Regions from separate parts of the Mus musculus genome. Here region 1 is linked to region 2. Evidence: chromatin contacts called from public HiChIP or PLAC-seq data. All regions are on one chromosome and are shown on one strand. The core of a region is the stretch at or near the end of the contact, and the rest is flanking DNA. Distances in the headings are between cores, read along the strand shown.

Region 1 (6,379 bases), core at 540-3,039, 140 kb after region 2:
CCTGGAGACCCCCAGAGTTCGAAAGGACCAGCGGAGGAGGAGAAACCGGACAGACACCCCTGGAAAAGCCCCACACAAAGGCTGATCGAGGGAAGGAGAGGAAGGCAGACAGGCAGCCATTTTAAGAGAGAAGAGCCAGACAATGGCAGCTCCCCGGCAGTGGGGGCCCAAGCCCGAGGGGAGCCCACGGCCGGGGCCTGCTTCCCCGCAGCCGCCACCCAGCCCACCCCCCGGCCCCGCTGGCCCCAGCCCCCTCCCCGCTCGGCTGTGTACCTGAGGGGTCCGGGCGAGCGGCTGCCCCCCGCCGCCGCTGCTCCCGGGGCTCATGGGCGCGTGGTGGCTCCTTTGTTGGGCCCCTCCCGAGACGGCCGCTGCCGCCGCCGCCGCCGCCGCCGCAGCCCCCCAGCACTGCGAGGCCATGTCCGCCGGGCCTTTGCCCGCGCCCCCGTCCTGGGGCCCGCCGCCGTAGTCGCCCCCGGGGTAGCCCTGGTAGCCACGGGCCGAGCTGGGCGACGTGAGCAGTTGGTTGAGGGTGGGGGTGGCGGTGGGCTGGGGAGTTCCCCCGCCGGCCGCTGAGGGGCCGCCTCCCCCCATGGCCCCGAAGCGCTGCTGTGCGAAGGACGAAGACGACGAGGAGGCAGAGGCGCTGGAGGAGGGAGGCGGCTTGGAGCCGGCGGCCGCCGCCGCGCCGGAGCCCGGAGTGCCACCTCTCGGGGAGCTCAGCGCGTAGGCCTGGGGAGGCGGGGGGTAGGCGCTGCGGTTGGGGTAGTAGGAGTTGTACTGGTGGTTGGGGAAGCCGTGGTCGTGCGAGTTCTGCTGGGGCCCGGCGTAGGGCTCCAAGCCCCCGCCGCCGCCGCTCTGCAGCGCTGCCAGGCCAGGGCTTTGTTGTCCGCCATGTTGTTGGTGGAAGACGGCGGCCGCCGCGGCGGCGACGGCAGACGGGCTCCGGCCGTAGGCTTGCCCGAAGCCGTAGGCTGGGGGCGGCAGGGCGGCCGCGGCCGAGTGAGGAGGCGCCCCCACCCCGTCGCTGCTGCTGCTGCCGCCGCCGCCGCCGCCGCCGGGCGGCTCCGGGAGGTTATTGTTCAGGGCGGGCCTAGGGCCCGCGTTCCCGTTCGAGTTCTTCAGGTCCGGCTCCGCGCCGGGCCCGCCGCCGCTGCCGGCTCCGCCGCCGCCGCCACCCCCATTGCTCTCGGCCCCGTCCTGCAGCTCCTTTCCCAGCGGCTGCGGCGGCCCCACGGCGGGGCCCTCGCTCTCCTGCCCGGCGGCTGCCTTCATTTCCCCGCGCTCGGCCGCTGCCGCCGCCGCCTCGCCCCCCGCCTCCTCCCGCTGTTGCTGCTCGGCTTTCTTCAGCTCCGAGGGCGGCGGCGGCGGGTTGCCCAGGCTGCTGGCGGCGGCGGGGGCGACCTGCGCGGCCATGATCCCCGCTGTCTCGTCCGCGGAGAGACCCGGCCCTGTCTTCGTCTTCTCCCCCCTCCCACCCCGCCCCGGGGCCGAGTCCCCCGGGCTGCCCTCCCCACCCGCCCGGGCGGGCCTCGCGGGGCTCCGCTGCTGCGCTGCGCTCGCTCCTCTCCCCCCCGCCCCGCCGGCTCAGGCTCCGGGCTGGCGGCGGAGGAGGAGGAGGAGGCGGCGGCGGCAGCCGAGGCGCCGGCGGCTCAGCTGCTCCGGGCTCTGGCGGCTCGGGACCCGGCTCTCCCGGCTCATTCCCCCCAAGCCCTTGCCTGGGAATGAGGGGGGCGGTGGAGGCTCCGCTCCCCAGGGCCTGGCCCCGCTGTGACTCTCCGCTTTCTGCTGCCGGAGAAAGGAGGAGGGAGGGAGGGAGGGAGGCGAGGGGGAGGGGGCGGGAAAGGAGGGAGGGAGCGGGGGGGGAGGGGGGACCCGGGACGGGCGGGCGGGCGGGCGGGCTGGAGGGCGCGCGGCGGCGGACGGGGCGCCGGGAGGCAGAGTAGGAGCGCTGCTCTGGCGGGCGCCCTGCCTCGCCTCCCCGGCCGCGGCTCGGGCCGAGGCTGCTGCTTGGCGGCGGGCGGGCGGGCGAGAGAGCGAACGAGAGAGCGGGCGGGCGGGCGGCGGGACTGAGCAGCTAGAGCGCCCCACTCTCCTCCGAGTCCCCCTCACTCCGACACGAGGCTCAGCACTGCCATTTTACCCAGCGCCGTCGCGGCCGCCTGAAAAACCAGGACTGGAGCGCGGAGCGGGCGCAGGCCGTGGAATGGACTCGCTCCCTTCCCCTCACAAAGGAGGAGGGGAGAGAAGGAGCCGCGGCGGCGGCGGCAAGCCCTCAGCCTCTTTCGCTCGGCTGCGCCGCCGCCGAAGGCTTCGGGGAAAACCCGGCCCGGAGCCCGCGCCTCCGGAGCCTGCGCCGCCTCGCTCGCCGCGTTCCCAGCCTGGCCTGTCCCCTCCCGGCCGCTCCAAAGGGAGCGGGCCGCGTGAACTTTACCCGCGCCTGCAAAATTGGCCTGAGCCCGAAACCGCGGCCGCCGCGGCCGGGACCTGACCCCCTGGCACCGGGCCTGGGCTCTTGGCTGCGACTTAGCACCTCCGCAGCACTTTTCTTCTTCAAAGCCTTTTGCAGACCTGCTCTAGAGACCCAGCTGAGCGAGCCCTGCTTTTCCCCCCCTTTGGCTAGCCCCAAAGGAGGACTGACCATTGTTCAAACTATCGGTTCTCCCGTGCCCTGCCCTCATTAGCCCTCTCTGACAAGGCCCTGGGGGCATGAGGTCTGGATTATCTCCCCCCCCCCCATTTTACCAACAGACTGAAGGGAGGGGACTGCCCAGGTCACTTAAAGTCAGAGGGCAGAAGTGTGTGGCTATAAAAAGTGGAGTGAGTGGCCGAAGCCGCATCTTGTCTACTTAGCCAGAGAAAAGGAGGAAAAGAGAAAAGAAAGGCACTTACGTTGTGAACAAATCCAACCACCGGATCAGATCAGTGTCAGGAGGTTTGAAAATCAAACGTGGTCATCCCACCACTTCTCTTAAAATGGTGGCTACTGATGCGTTGGGGGCTTAAGACAGTCCTCCAGGCAAACCAAGCTCCATTAGCACTTCCTAAGGGAACCTAGCTCACAATGGCCAGTAGCCCAATCTTCAAAGGCAAGTACCTTGGAAGACTGTAAACAGCCCACAGAAGAGGCTCCAGGGACTGAAAGAACCTCTGTTCAAAAACCACTGCAGAAGAGGGATGCAGAAAATGGAAACCATTTTCTCTATAAAGAGAGAAAAAGAGCCTAACAGGTCACACAGAAAACGGATGCCCCTCAGATCTGCTGTCTATCCTAAGGTGTAAGACTCCTTGAAGTTTACCAGAGACCCTAAGGCCAGGTTTATCTGTGAAGATCAAGGCATTCGCGGAAAAGCTCAGAGTTGTCCAGACCTACAGGCCTCACCAGTTCCACAGCAGCCTTTTCTTCTCAGGCAGGCCTGGAATGCTCTGACAGGGCAAGCCAGGAGAAACCAGAGGGAATTCCAGCGTCTCACCAGGACCAAGACTGCCTTGGGAAAGCATCAATGACAAAGGCCTCTTTTCCTCCCAGATTTTATAAATGGAGACTTTGGACCACAGACCATTATTTTAGAACTTGTGGGCTCTGCAGGCCCCTGGAGTTCTGATCATGTCATGGGTCAACAGAAATAATTCTGAAAGGCTAAGTCATTTCTTCTACCCCCAAGAAAAATCAAGAACACCCCACATTACAAACCTTCCGTAGTAAACTGAGAATGGAGCCATGGCCAGAGCCCCTCTGCTCTCCCATCCCCCAACCAAGAACCAAACCAACCTGCCAAGGCGATGGAACTGGCTGGTATGGACCAGTTTTCATTCACGGCCCTCAGAAGCACAACTCTAGTGGTGCATTAGGTCCTAGAAACCAAATTATAGGCTGCCTCATAAATGGAGCTTTGCTATTTAATCAACTGCCTCGGAGCTGCCAAACAGTCCTGAGTCCCGCACACAAATGAGGAATTTTTTACATGCAATTACCCTGCCATTTTCCTCGGAACTGGGGTGTAATGGGAAACCTGGAGCCCAGTGAAAATCTGGAAGCGAGAATGGATTTGTCTTCAAGGAAAGTCCACATGGCCTTCTTCCATGGCCGTGCATATGGAAAGCGCCAAAATCCCTTTCCCTACACGTGGTCACGCTGTTTTGAAAACAGTCACCATTTTAATCTAGCAATGAGGCAAAGTGCATAAAAATATATCCACCTGGGTCAGGAGAGGTAGTGTTTTTCTTCTTCTCTACTTTTCTTTAAAAAAAAAAATCTCAAATCCTTAGAGTCCCTTCCTCTCTAAGATCTACAACATTAACCTAAGACTGCTGGGCTGAGGAACTTTCTTAGAAACTGGTCCATCCGCTTTCCCCAGGGGCACTGGGAAGGAGAAGGGGGAGGGGAGGAGCGGGCACGTGGCTGGCCCGAGCAGCGAGACCCCGACTCGGGGCCGTGGGTCCTCCCCTCGGTGGGTATTTTTCCCCCACAGCCCCTGCCTTTTCACCCCACACCCAGGCAGCTCAGGAATCCCGGCGCAGATTATAGGGTTAGGACAGCGCTCTCCTCTCGAAAGCGCCTCTGCCACCGGCAGCCTGATGGCAAATATGGACTGAATCGTTGACATGGAAACCGGACTAAAGTCTCGTTCGCTGGCTCTCACAGGAGAGTTCTTATCACCAAGCCGGGCAGGACGGCAATCGGCAAAAGTGGACTGGATCCGGGGCCGGGCGGACCGGGGGCCGCTTCTGGGCGCCGGAACTCCGGCGGCAGCCACAGCCAAGGAAAGGGGGCTGGGCTGCCGGCAGCAACCGGCTGAAAATGGCAGAGGATGTGCTCTCATTCTCTCTGGCTGCACAGCGTGCATGGATTGGGCCTGAGAATGAGGGATGAACCTATGAAGATCCCACACAGTCAACTGCAAAATGTGGAAGCTGGGCCTGGAGGCTTTGCTAGGAGAAAGAAACGCTTGCAGGGAGGACAAGCCCTTCTTCCTCCCTCGCAGTTTGCTCACTCTAAATGTCTGAAACACGAAACTCCTCAAACAAACAAAAGGTCGGCCTCGCCTGCCCCGCAGACCTCTCTCCCTTACTGGACTCGGGGCAGGACGCTTGCTAGCAGAGGCAGAGGGAGGGTTCTGCCTGCTCCGGGCTGAGACGTGCGGAGCCGGGCCGTGGCCCCCGCACATTCCCGCCGCGGCGCCACAGCAGACACCCAGCCGAGCGCTCTCAAGTGCGAGCTGGAGCTGCGAGTTTGAGCAAAAGGGCAACTGTGTCAGTTGACGGAAGCCAGAAGCAGAGTTCAAAGCCTGGCGTGGATTTCCGTCTGGAGCTGTGTTTCTTAAAGTTTGTAACTCCGTGTGAAGAAACAGCCCCAGCGGAGGCTTTGGGATCAGTGTGAAAGTCTAGCACAACCATCTGACAGTGAGCTGCAAAACTTTGGGCTGCATATTAAGCGAGGAAAGTGGATTGAAGCTAGAGTCAAGGCAATTCATTATGCTCCCGGCTCGCAGGCAGGAGCGCTAAGACACGAACTGGATTGTCGCGGGGGAACATGGAACGGAGTCCGAATGGCGCTCCACATCACTTCGCGGTAAAAATCGTGCCCAAGAAGCCCTAAGAGCGAACCGAACCGGGTGGCTTCCAGCTTCAAAAGTTCGCACACTGCTTTTCTGGTTCACTTTTCCACTCACCTCAAAGTCTTAAAACAATTTGGGAGATTCTAATTTTACAAAATAAATAAATAAAAGACCCATTTAAAGAAATGTTCATTTCTCAATGAGACTTTTTTTTTTCCCTCTGAGCTAAGGCAAAATAGCCTTGAGCATAAATCCTTCGGGTGTTTGTGTTAACATAAGAATTACCTGCTTGGCAGTGGTGGCACACGCCTTTAATCCCAGCACTTGGGAGGCAGAGGCAGGCAAATTTCTGGGTTGAGGCCAGCCTGATCTACAGAGTGAGTTCCAGGACAGTCAGGGCTACACAGAGAAACCCTGTCTCTGTCTCAAGAAAAAAAAAAAAAAAAAGAATTACCCTCACCATCAGCTCCCTACCAAAATGAAATAAACATAAAATAAATGCAGTTCTGTGGTAGGACCCTCATGGATAAGACTCTAGGGTTTGATTCCCAGCAATGCTACAAATATAATCATAAGATAACATAAGTAAAATACAGGTCCATGCTGATTCTGGTCTGTGGAATATTTCAAATAAAACAACTCCCAAGGTCAACCTACAGAAACAAAGCAACTCCATCTTTCACGCTCTTTTTGTTTGTTTTTTGTTTTTGTTTTTCAAGACAGAGTTTCTATGTATAGCTCTGGCTGTCCTGGAACTCACTCTGTAGACCAGGCTGGCCTCAAACTCAGAAATCCAATCTACCTGCCTCTGCCTCTCAAGT
Region 2 (5,982 bases), core at 981-3,480:
AGGGACAACCTTGAATTCGTGAATCCCCTGCTTCCAGCTTTCGAGTATCGGGACATGTGTGTCTCCTTGGAGGTGGCTCCTTCCTTCTTATTCTTGTTTTAAAACCTTTATTAACTATTTTATGCATATGGGGTCTTGCCTGATAAAAGTCTGTGTACCATGTGTGTGCAGTACCAGAGGAGACCAGAAGAGGGCACTAGGTTATGTAGGACTAGGATTCCAGGCGGAGTTATACACAGACTGGCGTTATAAGCCATCATGAGGGTGCTGGGAATCAAACCTGCATCTATTAGAAGAGCAGCCAGCACTCTAACCACCCAGCCCAGATGAGCCTCAGATGAGGGATCCTTTTGCCTCAATCTCCTAAGTGTTAGGATTACAGGCTGACTGACACCACCATGCCCAGTCTGGCACGGACCCACTTTCTTTTGGATGGTGGGTCTCTAATCAACGTTATGCAACAGTCATGGGAATATACTGTTTTCCTTTTTAACAAGACAGTGAGGGGAGGTCATGTCTGGACCAGGGACAGTGGTACTCAAGAGATGCTAGCTGGGGGTGGCTTTCCAGTGAGTAGGTGGGATGAGGCACTGGAGTCACACTGTTCTGTTCTAACTACGCCTCTCAATGGATACACCTAGTCATGACTCCGCATCCTATGCTTGTTTTAAAACCTCTATTAATTATTTTATGCATATGGGGTCTTGCCCGATAAATGTCTGTGTACCACGTGTGTGCAGTACTAGAGGAGACCAGAAGAGGGCACTGGGTTATGTAGGACTAGGGTTCCAGGCAGTGTTGTGCAGGAGAGTACACAGCCTGGCGTTATAAGCCATCATGAGGGTGCGGAGTGGAGTGGTGGATGTGAAGGCTTGGTCGTGATTTCTGCCATTAATCTTGGATTGGACCCCTCCAGCATTATGACCCTAGGCCACATCTCTTGGTCATGCCATGGGCAATATGCATCCTAATTCTGTCACAGCAGGACCCCCAGGTCTGTGTGACATTGGGTCTGACATTAGGCTTCCACCTTGGACCCCCCCAGCGGGCAGCACTTGGCCACCCCAGGCTCCCCGGGCCTGTCCAACTTTACTCACATCTTCGTTAGTTGTCAGGTTGGAGGCCACGAGGTACGTGTGGAACCCTGAGAGGCCCAGGATGGACCAGATTGAGAAGAAGCAGATGACCAACTCCAGCACAGTGGGCCCTGTCAAGGACGCGTGCAAGAGAGGGTGGAACCCCTGACCCCTGAGCTCACCCTTCCCTGGAGCTATGTCCCTGGAAAGTGACAGGTTTGGGGACCTTTCTGTGATCCAGTCATTTCTCAGCAGAAGGGGGAGGGAGCGCCTGGGGAACAAGGCGGGCTCTGGGCTAGGGATGGCAGAGGGAATTCCAACCACAGGATCCTGGCATGGAGCAGGAAGCCTGGCATCCTAAGGAACTCGCAGCTGGTGACGTGACTCAATGGATAAAGGAGCCTGTCACCAAGCCTGACAAGCTGAGTTTGAACTTCAAGTTGTCCCCATCCCTATTCGTGTGACATGGCACATGCATGTTCCCCGCTGCAGGGTAAACAAAAATTTAATTACAAAATCCACTCTCTGCCAAGCCTCTGTAGACAGGCATTTTCCTGAGCCTGCTTGCTCTGCCCCTCTCCGTGACGATCCCTTTAGGGTCAGCTCCAGCCTGGGTCTTGACAAACTAGCGGGTAGAGTGCATTCTAGAGAATAGATAGAGCCCTACCCACTCTGGAGACCTGTCCCATGAAGAGGCCTCAATTCCCCACCCAGGGTGACCAGCCCGCAAAGGATATCTTGCTGGTGTCTTTTTCAGAGCGGAGAGGAAGTTGCTTCCTTGAGAAACTAGGAAGAAGAAAGGGACACAGCTCAGGGGGTGGGGGTGGGGGTGAGCACGGCCCTACGCTAGGGCCGAGCTCACTGGTTAGCCTTCCTCCACCCGCTGTTCCCCAACTCACGAAGGGTCAGGTGGGTGACCACGCAGGCGAAGATGAAGGCCGTCAAGAAGGAGAGGGAGAGAATAAACGCATAAAAGAAGCGGTAGTTCCGTCTCCCCACACAGTTGCCCACCCAAGGGCAGTGATGGTCAAACCGTTCTAGGAAGGGAAGGAGGAGTTAGTGGGGGTTCCCCAGTCAGCACTGCTGGGTGACTAGCCTTTGCCCCAGGCTGGCACTTGCCCCCTCCCCACCAGCTGCTCCCTTGGACACACCCTGCTTCCAGCCCTTGCTCATCAGTTCCCACCCACTGCCTGACACATTCCCTGTCTATTCTTTTAGCTCCATAGTAACTCCTTCAGATGTCAACTACAAAGCCACTCCCTTAAAAAGTCTCCTATGGTCTCAATCTAGGCAGAGGTCTCCTGGTCTGTTCTCTTGCTCTTCTTTTAGACAGCACTGCCCTTGAACAAGACATGTGCTGGCCTCAGACCCCTGCCAGAGTCTGACAGTGTCTGCTTCAAAGACTCACAGACTATGGCCTCTTACTAGCTCCATGCCAACGGCTCTGGCCTTAAGGTCTAGAGAGGGCTGGGCCGCTACGTAGCTCCTGCAGAGCTGGCACCAGAGGCCAGGGCAGAGGACTGAGCTCATACCATTGCTAAGTCCCTGAGGGTGGGAGTCACACCCTGGTAAGGAAAGTCCCTGTGGGAATCTGGGTCATGAGCCCGTTGCAGGCCTTATGCCAAAGGCTGGTGCCTCTGAGGCAGTGGGTGGGGCAGACTGGCAGGGATGAATAAGAGGCATTGAGTCACCCACTTCACGCCTGCTGTGCCGCTCTCCTCTTCAGAGGGTGCTGAGCTGGCACCATGAAGTCACTGCCCTGGGAACTGTGCACTGTCACCATGGCTCAGCTCGCTTGGGTGTCATACAGACTCTCCCTTGTGACACCCTCCCAAGGGACTGTCATGGTCTTCATCGAGCTGTATGGCGTCTGGGGAGCAGGGTGAGGGGAACAAACCAAGCTTGGTCAGGAGCCAGTCTTCAGCTCTGGTCCATGCTCTCCGCCTCCCTCCTCCAGACTCCCACCCTCCCTGCCTTCTTTCTCAGTTAGAGCACCCTGTCCTCCATGTTACAGCTCCAGGCTTCTGGGATCATGGACCTACTGAGGAGCACACTGAAGACGGGTGGGGGACGGGACGGGACGGGACACACAAGTTCAAGGTCTGTCACAATGTTCGGGATCGGTGGGATGGGATATAGACCAGCGCTGGGCCAAGAGATGCCACTGCCTTCCCACTCAGTCCTAAGTAAGTCAGATGCTGTCTGCCTTGCCCCACATGTGACTTCCTGCATCCAAGACTCAGTCTCTCCGGGCTTTTTGAGGCCCACCCCCACTCACCCACACAGTTGTCGCAGACACTGCAGTGCGAGGTCCGGGGAGGCCGAAACATCTTACAGGTGAAGCAATACTTGAGTTTCACTGTCTGCCCGTTGATCATCACCTCCCGAGTCCGAGGGGGCGGTCGGTATGTGGAGCTGCCTGTGTTATCTGAGGGTGTGAAGAGGGAAAATGAGGGCACCCCAGACGGCCTATGGCCCTCGATAGTGGGAAGCCACAGCTGCCTGACCAGGACAGGAGGCACCACAAGGAGAGTATGCCCAGGAACATGGGAGGTGGGGGAGGGGCGCTAATGCAGAGACACACATCCAGAACCCAGCACTCCCTTCAGGCACAGGACTGTGCTCAAACCACGGCTGCTCACGTGTCTGCTGGCCTTCACGCTGAGAAGGGGTCAGCAGGGAGAGAGCCAGCGAGGTCATATGCATTTAATGAAGCCTAGATCCAACTTCTAATTCAAGCTGACAGGAAGGAGATGAACTTCCTAGGGAAACAACTGAATCTAGCCCTCTGGCATCTACAAACCGCTGGCCTGACCTCTCGCCAAAGCCAGCATTACCTCTAGAGAAGACAGTGGTCAAGAGCGCTTCCTGAACTTCCAGATCTAGCTCTCTGCCCAGCGTCCACGGCATGTGTTAGAACGCCTGTCAGTCTAGCACACGTCTGGCATCACATGCACACCTCCCTCCTCTCACAGCATTAGAAATAAAATCTTAATAAAAAAGTAATAAAAGCAAAAAAAAAAGAATGTCAGAGCTAGGCACAGTAGCACAGGCCTGCAATCCCAAACACTGGGAGGCAGGCAGTACAACTGTGAGTTCAAGGCCAGCCTGGACGACAATGTCTCTTTCCCACCCCCTTTCTTCTTCGAAAAAGCCATGTTTATTGACTACACTGCAAGACAGAAAGGCAACGGAAGAACCAACTGTTACAGCTACCTTTTCCTTCTTGTTTTGAATGGAAGAAATAACAAGTTCACTCAAAGTCTGCAAATGCCCCATGGTCTGTTAGAAGAGTGTCTGCAAGCTGATCCCACCTGATCTGTGCTCAGATCACAACAGTCCACAGCCAGGTGGCACACCCTTGTAATCTCAGCACTCCCGAGGCAGAGGCAGGTGGATCTCTGTGAGTTCAAGGCCAACCTGGTCCACATAGTAGGTCCCAAACAGTCAGGGCTGTGTAAAGAGATCCTGTCTCAAAGAACCAAAATATAAATAGATAGATAAATAAATAAATAAATAAATAAATAAATAAACAAACAAACAAACAAACAAATAAATAGGAAAGAAAGAAAAGAAAAGAAAGGAAAAGAAAGGAAAAAGAGTCTCACTATGTAGCCCTGGCCGGCCTGGAACTCACTCTGTAGGCCAGGTTGCTCTTGAACCCATGGAGATCTGCCCACATCTGCCTCCAGAGTGCTGGTGCCACAGCCCTGCTGCCCATTTATAATGTTTTGCACTATGGACTGAGCACCGCACTCCTAGCCACTCTACTGCACAATGTCCCGAGTTTAGCTGCCCCCCTGCAGTCATTAGTGTCTGGTGCTTACCAATGAGCTGACCAGCCAGTGCAGGAAGTGAATTCTGGCTTCCCATGTTTACAATGCAACTAATCTCCTGAGCATCTCCTCTCTAGACCAGGAAGCGGGAGAAGGCAGGGGCTAGGGGAGCCAAGGAGGCTGACACAATGGAACTCAGCCTTCGTTGTCTAGTTTGTAAAATAGGAATAATGAGCAGAATGGTATGGCCAGGCCGGCTTTAAACTATGTAGCCGACGATGACCCCCCGAATCCTCTCTCACCTCTCACACGATGGAATTACAGACGTGTGACTACCACGCTGGGTTCTGTAAGGTGCTGGCGACTGAACCCAAAGCTTTAAGAATGCTGGACACACGACCTTGTCCTGCTTGCTGTGTGAGACAGGGTATTACTAGAGGTTAACCTGGTCTTCAACTTAAAATCCTAACCTCCCTCAGGCAGACACGTCTGCTTTGCTACTGACCACAAGTTGTAAAGGGAAGACCATCTATCGGTCCTACAGCTAAGAGTTGCTCAACAAGCTAAGTGACTTGTCTGGGGCCACACAGCACAACCAGGATTTGAACCCTTCATAGTAGGGTTGTAGCTCAATGGAAAGGCACTTTCCTTGGGTTCAATCCCCAGTATCTCTCCCAATGTAAATTAATAGAGACATCCAAGCTCATATTGGGCACGCCTGCAAGCCCAGTGGTTGGGAGGCAGAGGCAGAAGAACCAACCATGAGTTCAAGGCTACTCCAAGCTACATGGCAAGTTCGAGGCTAACATGGATTATATAAAACTCTGTTTTAAAAATAAACAAGGGGGCTGGGCGGTGGTGGCGCACGCCTTTGATCCCAGAACTCAGGAGGCAGAGGCAGGCGGATTTCTGAGTTCGAGGCCAGCCTGGTCTACAGAGTGAGTTCCAGGACAGCCAGGGCTACACAGAGAAACCCTGTCATGAAAAACAAAATAAATAAATAAATAAATAAACAAACAAGGCCCCTGGGACTGGAGAGATGGCCCCTCGCACTTAAGAGCAGGTGCTTTGGGTAAATTACTTAACGGCTGTCACCTAGAGAAGCAGATGAACACCAGAACGCCCAAGGC

Evidence for each region. HiChIP or PLAC-seq counts read pairs in DNA pulled down with a chosen protein or histone mark.
Region 1: an H3K4me3 HiChIP or PLAC-seq map of bone marrow-derived macrophages shows a contact between it and region 2, with 2.5 times the contacts expected there. The contact joins the promoter of Arid1a here to the enhancer-like site in region 2. A contact is called at or near these places in 10 of 484 Hi-C or Micro-C datasets (B cells, the C2C12 cell line, CD8 T cells and 5 more), 12 of 115 datasets of contacts at active chromatin or transcription factors (the HPC-7 cell line, the SCID.adh cell line, bone marrow-derived macrophages and 8 more) and 3 of 9 other capture datasets (adipose tissue, liver and pancreatic islet).

The regions. Positions count from the first base shown.
Region 1 is chr4:133,752,196-133,758,574 of GRCm38.p6, forward strand. Arid1a (AT rich interactive domain 1A (SWI-like)) reads right to left here and starts at 1,790. Exons shown (of 20, transcript NM_001080819.2): 1 at 274-1,790. The coding sequence starts at 1,416.
Region 2 is chr4:133,611,826-133,617,807 of GRCm38.p6, forward strand. It overlaps Zdhhc18 (zinc finger, DHHC domain containing 18), which reads right to left. Exons shown (of 8, transcript NM_001017968.2): 3 at 3,355-3,504; 4 at 1,976-2,113; 5 at 1,814-1,862; 6 at 1,098-1,200. Among named protein-coding and RNA genes, the nearest start is that of Sfn, 13 kb to the left of the region's middle. Within about 2 kb of position 2,231, at least 147 of the 459 cell types and tissues checked have an H3K27ac peak or open chromatin away from gene starts, as enhancers often do. A contact at or near this core is called in the C2C12 cell line, CD8 T cells, Th1 cells and 6 more, where this site is marked.